Linked DNA regions of Mus musculus: region 1 is linked to region 2. Evidence: chromatin contacts called from public Micro-C data. All regions are on one chromosome and are shown on one strand. Each heading gives the region's core, a stretch centred on a gene start, on an enhancer-like site or on the middle of the called end of the contact. The rest is flanking DNA. Distances are from core to core; before and after follow the strand shown. Region 1 has its middle 66 kb from the start of Gm40638. Region 2 overlaps Atg5 (autophagy related 5).

What was found. A called contact is a pair of places that touch in the nucleus more often than the background predicts.
Region 1: a contact with region 2 is called in a Micro-C map of embryonic fibroblasts, with 3 times the contacts expected there. The contact joins two enhancer-like sites. A contact is called at or near these places in 6 of 484 Hi-C or Micro-C datasets (adipose-derived mesenchymal stem cells, bone marrow-derived macrophages, cortical neurons and 3 more) and 1 of 115 datasets of contacts at active chromatin or transcription factors (astrocytes).

The regions. Positions count from the first base shown.
Region 1 is chr10:44,876,225-44,879,184 of GRCm38.p6, forward strand. No RefSeq gene overlaps it. Among named protein-coding and RNA genes, the nearest start is that of Gm40638, 66 kb to the right of the region's middle. Within about 2 kb of position 1,382, at least 10 of the 459 cell types and tissues checked have an H3K27ac peak or open chromatin away from gene starts, as enhancers often do. A contact at or near this core is called in embryonic fibroblasts, where this site is marked.
Region 2 is chr10:44,315,259-44,318,387 of GRCm38.p6, forward strand. All of the region lies in intron 5 of Atg5 (autophagy related 5), which reads left to right. Among named protein-coding and RNA genes, the nearest start is that of Mir1929, 43 kb to the right of the region's middle. Within about 2 kb of position 1,428, at least 55 of the 459 cell types and tissues checked have an H3K27ac peak or open chromatin away from gene starts, as enhancers often do. A contact at or near this core is called in embryonic fibroblasts, where this site is marked.

The DNA of each region.
Region 1 (2,960 bases), core at 132-2,631, 560 kb after region 2:
CAGGGGTGCACATTGGCCTAGGTACTAAGGAAAACCATACATAAATCCCTCACAAAACTAGTTCCACTGTGGAATACGGAGATGAGAGCAACACCTCACCCCTGCCCCACCTCTTGATTTGTATGATTTCACAACTAAAACATAGAAACGTTTAAGTATTCACTGATGAATGAATTGGTGGAGAAACTGTGATATGCTCAAGAGGAAAGTATCCGATCTTAAACTTTTTGCCACTAAGGTTCCTCTAATCTCCAACATGTGTGAAACTGGAGTAACATTTTGCTGTGTGAAATAGGCCAGGCATAGGAAAATTAGAAGAGCATCTCACTTGTATATGAAATCGTACCACAAGTGAATGGAAAATCAATTGCACAGAAAAAGAAAGCAAAACCATGGCATGAAGTGCAGGATCCAAGATGGGACAGGAAGATGGTGGTCTAGGGGCGTGGAGCCACGCTGTGAAGGATAAGGAGGAGGAGGAGAGCTAATAATAATGTGTTCTAAACTTGAAATGTAGTAATTGTAGATTTTTTGTACTCTTACTACAAGTCCACAAAGGTGAATGTAATCTAAGAATATATTAATTGCCTTGCTTGCAGTAATCACTTCAATCCCATCTAACAGGACTTGACTTTTGAGTGACTTCCTCTTTCCCTGTTGGAATTTATTCCACATGCCATCAAAAGGCAAGAAGGCAGAAGTTCTTGACAGATAATATTGAAGGTAGCATAAGGGTGCTCTGCTCAGTGCTCTGTACACACTTTCTAATTAACTTGCAGTTTATTACATTGGAGGTTGCTTTAACCAGGTTTCACTGGGTCCTCTTTACATATAACAAACTTACTCTAACTCTGCCTTAGATGATTCTTCAGTGGGCATCTCAGTTATACATACAGTAAAGAAATACTGTACGTCTCATGTGAGTACGTGCGAGTGCATCTCAGTCAGAAGAGCCTGGAAAACCAATCCATGATTCATCCTAGAGTAATGCACTGCTTTCTAGTAAGAAATTCCTTGGAGTTGTGTCTACGATTTAATAGGAGACAACTTTTACAAGAACATTTTGCTCAACCAAAAATCCCCTTCATAACTTTCAGAAACTGAGTTTGCACAAGAGTATCTGAGTAGCGCAGACATTACTGAAAGAGAGCCAACCCCATCTGCCGTGAGTTTCCAGTTCTCCAAACGGGATAGTCAAGGCTAAGGTTGGGAGGCAACTGCTAGCAGTTGTTCCTTTCTGTTTTTCAGGGGTGGTTCATTGTCCTTGCCAGGGTTTATCACATTTTGTATCTTGGGAATTGATCGACACTAACAGAACATTTTTAATGACATTGGATTCTTCCAATGCTTTGTCTCATGACTAAGCCACAGTCTGAAATACCGTGGGCACTGTGGACCAGATTCCTAGACTGTACTGTAAGGTGCTATGAATGTTTAGGTCAGTTGTATGCCTCATCCATGCCCGTTTCTCATCTACAAAACAGAACAGTAATCCACAGACAAGTCTTCAGAGAAGGGATGTTTACCAGTCGGAAGTTCTACTGGTTTATCACAGAGTTGAATTTGAGGGAGTGAAACATTTGAAGAGTTAATTCTAGTATTTTCAGACTTTGAGCCAGGAAAAAATAATATTTATAAGCATGAGAAATTAGTTGTTAAAAGGGTCTTAGGAACACAAAAAGCAGGCTCAGCTGTCATCACAGTCATCGTTGTTGGCTTAAGGTTAAAGTAATTGCCAGCATTAGCTTTGATCCACCTATAACAACAACAACAAAACATCAAACCTTACAGCTGTGTCCAAGAACATCATTTATTTCACACCAAAGATTCTGGTGATATTTGGTGCCTCCAATAGTAAGAAATGTGGATGTTTGGGGATTTTCATGTAATTGATAGACAAAGCAGGAAACCAGACCCAAAACCAAATTCCATCTCCCTGTGTTCCAGATGTGTAGACAAAGCTCCCTCACCTGCATCTCACACCAGATATTCAAAAACTACATCTCTTGTGAATGCTGGGGCAAAAATCTTAACATTGAACACTTCATATTCAAACCCTGTGAACCACACAAGGGGGCAGAATACCTGTGATTTGCTCTAATGCATGAAACAGGCCAGGTGAGGCAGTTCAATGAGCAAAGATCTTGGCTTCACAAGCCTGACCACTGAGTTCAATTCCTGGGACCCACATAAAGGTGGGTGGATAAAACCAATTTCAAAAGTGTCCTCTGACCCCCACATATTCACACATTGTGGAACATGTGATCCCTGCCCCCAAACATATCATGTTCACACACACACACACACACACACACACACACACACACACACACACACAAGAAATGTTTAAAATAAGTAAATAAAATAAAACATGAAGTTATAGCATCATGTCTATGGACTATATTGAACTTCAATTGTGGTCCTTACATAGCAGGCAGAAAGACTGTTGCCCAAGAGGCAGATTTCATAAAGGACAACTTCCGAATTCTCCTCCTTCATAAGGCTGGGTTAGGTGCCTTTTGCTATACACCAGATGCTCCTGTGTATTTGTCCCTTCATCCATGTCTACTCTATTGCTGTATAATTTTGTACAGAAAATGTTTCCCTTTATTGAACTAGGAGGCTGGTACCATGAGCCAGCTCCCCTGCGGGCATACAAAACATAGCAGCCTTATTTATAATAGCCAGAAGCTGGGAAGAACCCAGATGCCCCTCAACAGAGGAATGGATACAGAAAATGTGGTACATTTACACAATGGAGTACTACTCAGCTATTAAAAAGAATGAATTTATGAAATTCCTAGGCAAATGGTTGGACCTAGAGGGCATCATCCTGAGTGAGGTAACCCAATCACAAAAGAACTTACATGATATGTACTCACTGATAAGTGGATATTAGCCCAGAAACTTAGAATACCCAAGATATAAGATACAATTTGCAAAACACATGAAACTCAAGA
Region 2 (3,129 bases), core at 178-2,677:
AGAGAGGGGTGCAGAGACAGGAGGCTTGCTAGGGCTTATGACCTCTGAAGGAGTTCCAGGTTCAGTGAGAGGCCCTGTCTTAAGAATAAGGGTGAGAAGTGCTTGCTGATAGAAGCCTGGTATGGCTCTCTCCTGAGAGGCTCTGCCAGACTGAGCTCTGGGGTCCCGGATGGAGGAGTTGGAGAAGGAACTGAAGGAGTTGAGAGGATTTGCATCTCCATGGAGGGAGCAACAGTGTCAACAGACTAGACCCCACCCCCTCCCCGGGAGCTCCTGGGGACTGCACCACCAACCAAAGAATAACACGGAGCTGCCCATGGCGCTGGCCACATATGTGGCAGAGGGTGGCCTTGTTGGATGTCAGTGGGAGGAGAGGCCCGAGGGCCTGAGAGGGTTCAATGTCCCAGTGTAGGGGAATGCCAGGGCAGGAGGATGGGAGTGGGTGAGTTGGGGAGCACCCTCATAGAGACAGGGGGAGGAGGGGAAGGATAGAGGGTTTACGATGGGGAGACCTGGAAAGAAAACATTTGAAATGTAAATAAAAAAAAATCCAAGGGGGGAAAAAAAGAATTCGGTAGAGAGGGTTCCCGCAGGGTGCTGGGATGTGAGAACACGTGTGCCATGTCTCACACAACACACCTCAGTTGTCCACTGGCTACAATCATAGGCATGTACCACCATGCAGGGTTCACGGACAGATAATGTTCTGGATAAGCGCTTCTGGGTGCTTTGTTTTGGTTTTGTTTTGTTTTGTTTTAATTTTAAACTGATGAGTGTCTGCAAGGACCATCATTACAAACTTCCGGTATAAAGACACCTGGTTGCACCTTCTCTTAGCGCTGCTGTTCTTTGACTTTTATTCATATCTTTTAATAACTATAAAAATAACTCTAGCTGGGTGTGGTGGCGCATATCTGTAATCCTAGCACCTGGGAGGCAGAACCTGGAGTGTTGGTATAAGTTAAAGCCCAGCTGGCCTACCAGTGGAAAATACAGATTTTATAAGGATGTTTAAGAGTAATTAATACAGATTCTTTGTGGTTTTAGTTTTTCATTACATTTAATGTGTGTGTATGTGTGCATGTGTGTTAGAAGGAAGAAGAGAACCTGCAGGAGTTGGATTTTCTCCACAGTGTGAGTCCCGGGATGGAGCTCAGGATTTCATTCAGTCTTGGTGACTCATCAGGCCTGCTCAGGAGGCAGAAACCACGCAGTAGACTGAGTGGGTAAATGTGTAAGTCTTATAGAGAGTGACTGTTAGTTATGAGGAAGCTCTGTGTGCTACTTAGGGCTGGGAGGAGAAAAGCCACACCTGGGGTTCACCCTCAGTTGAGGAGTGTAGTTAGCACCCTGGGTTAGAGAAGCTCATCCCGGTATCCAGGCCCAAGTGAATCTGTAACCCACAAGTAGCTGAGTAACAGTAGGGACCCAGAAGGCCCTTTAGGGCCTCCACTGTTTATAGAAGCTTTCCGTGTGCTGACATCCGCGTGCCTGAGAAGACTGCACAGCTGGCCATATGACAGGAGTGACGTCTCCTTTACTGTCTTTAGCCTAGTGACTCTGATCTTTCTCGTGGCCGTTGGGAACTACAGAGGAGCCTTTCGCTTAGCAATCTCAGCACACTCTGCTGAGAAGTCTGTTAAATGGTTGGTGTTGTAAGACCCGGCCATACTGTAGTGCATAAGTTAAAGCGTGAATTGGAAGCTAGGGTGGGTGGGGCTCCTTTCTCTTAGTTTGCTTATCATCTTTCAGTACCCTGTGACTGGTTTCCTTCCATCAGCATTTTGGGTCAACATAGTTACTTGGCGGAGCTGTCCTATGTATTGTAGTATGTAGCAGTTTTCCTGGCTTCCATCCACTAATCTCTAGGCATACAGACAAGTTTTGACAATAATGTCTCCAGACAGTTACCCAATCTCTCCTGCAGTCTTAAATCTTCCCTAGTTGAGAGTTAGTCTATTTTCTGGGTTTTTTTTCTCTCCCTCTCCCTCCTGTTGGAATCCGAGTAAATCTATGTTAATGTAGACTTGCTTTGGGGATTTGCTTTGCAGCGTCTTGAGTCAGGATCTTGGTATTCTAGCTGCCCTGGATCAAGGTAGCCACAAGCCTGTAATGATGATCCTCATGCCTTTGTCTCCAGCTCTGCTGGAGGGCTTTTTGTTTGTTTGTGACAGGGTCTCAAGTAGCCTAGGATGCCCTCAAACACACTATGTAGCCAAGGCTAGCCTTGGAATCTTGATCATCCTGCCTCTACCTCCCATGAGTTTTGATTATGGAAGTGTGCCATCATGCCCGGGAGCCACAGTAAGGGGAGCAGTTCTGTCCCCAAAAGTTTTCCTCTGACCTCACATGTGCAGTGTGGCATGTGTGCCTCTATTTATATATTCACACATGCTATCATACACAATAATAAATTAAAACAAATTAAAACTTTGAGCATTTCTCCAGAGATGTCTCCAAGTACATAAATGGCCTTGCAAGCACATGTACAGATACTCAGTTATTACAGAAATGTAAATCCCAACCACATTCCATTCCTATCTTGTACTGACTAAGAAGTCCATATAAAAAACAAAATGCAGCCGGGCAGTGGTGGTGCACGCCTTTAATCCCAGCACTTGGGAGGCAGAGGCAGGCGGATTTCTGAGTTCGAGGCCAGCCTGGTCTACAGAGTGAGTTCCAGGACAGCCAGGACTACACAGAGAAACCCTGTCTCAAAACAACAACAACAAACAAAAATGGCCAGACATGGTGGCACACACCTTTAATCCCAGCGCTTGGGAGACAGAAACAGATGGCTGTCTATGAGTTTGAAGCAAGCCAAAGCTGCATAGTGAGACTGTCTCTCAAAAAAACAAGCAGGGCAAAAATGACTAGTGCTGGTAGTGGCAAACATGGATTTCAACTCTTTGACCTTGCTTGTGGGAACGGAGAATGGTTCCACTTTTGAAAATAGTTTGGCAGTTCCTTAGAATATTTACCAAGTAACAGTTAAACGGCTTTGCCATCCGACATAGAGATTTCACTCTTGGGTCCACCAAGTGAATTGAAAACATTCATACAAAACATGTACGCTGATGTTCTTAGTAATGTGATTTACGATAGCCAAAAGTAGACCTGACTCAAATT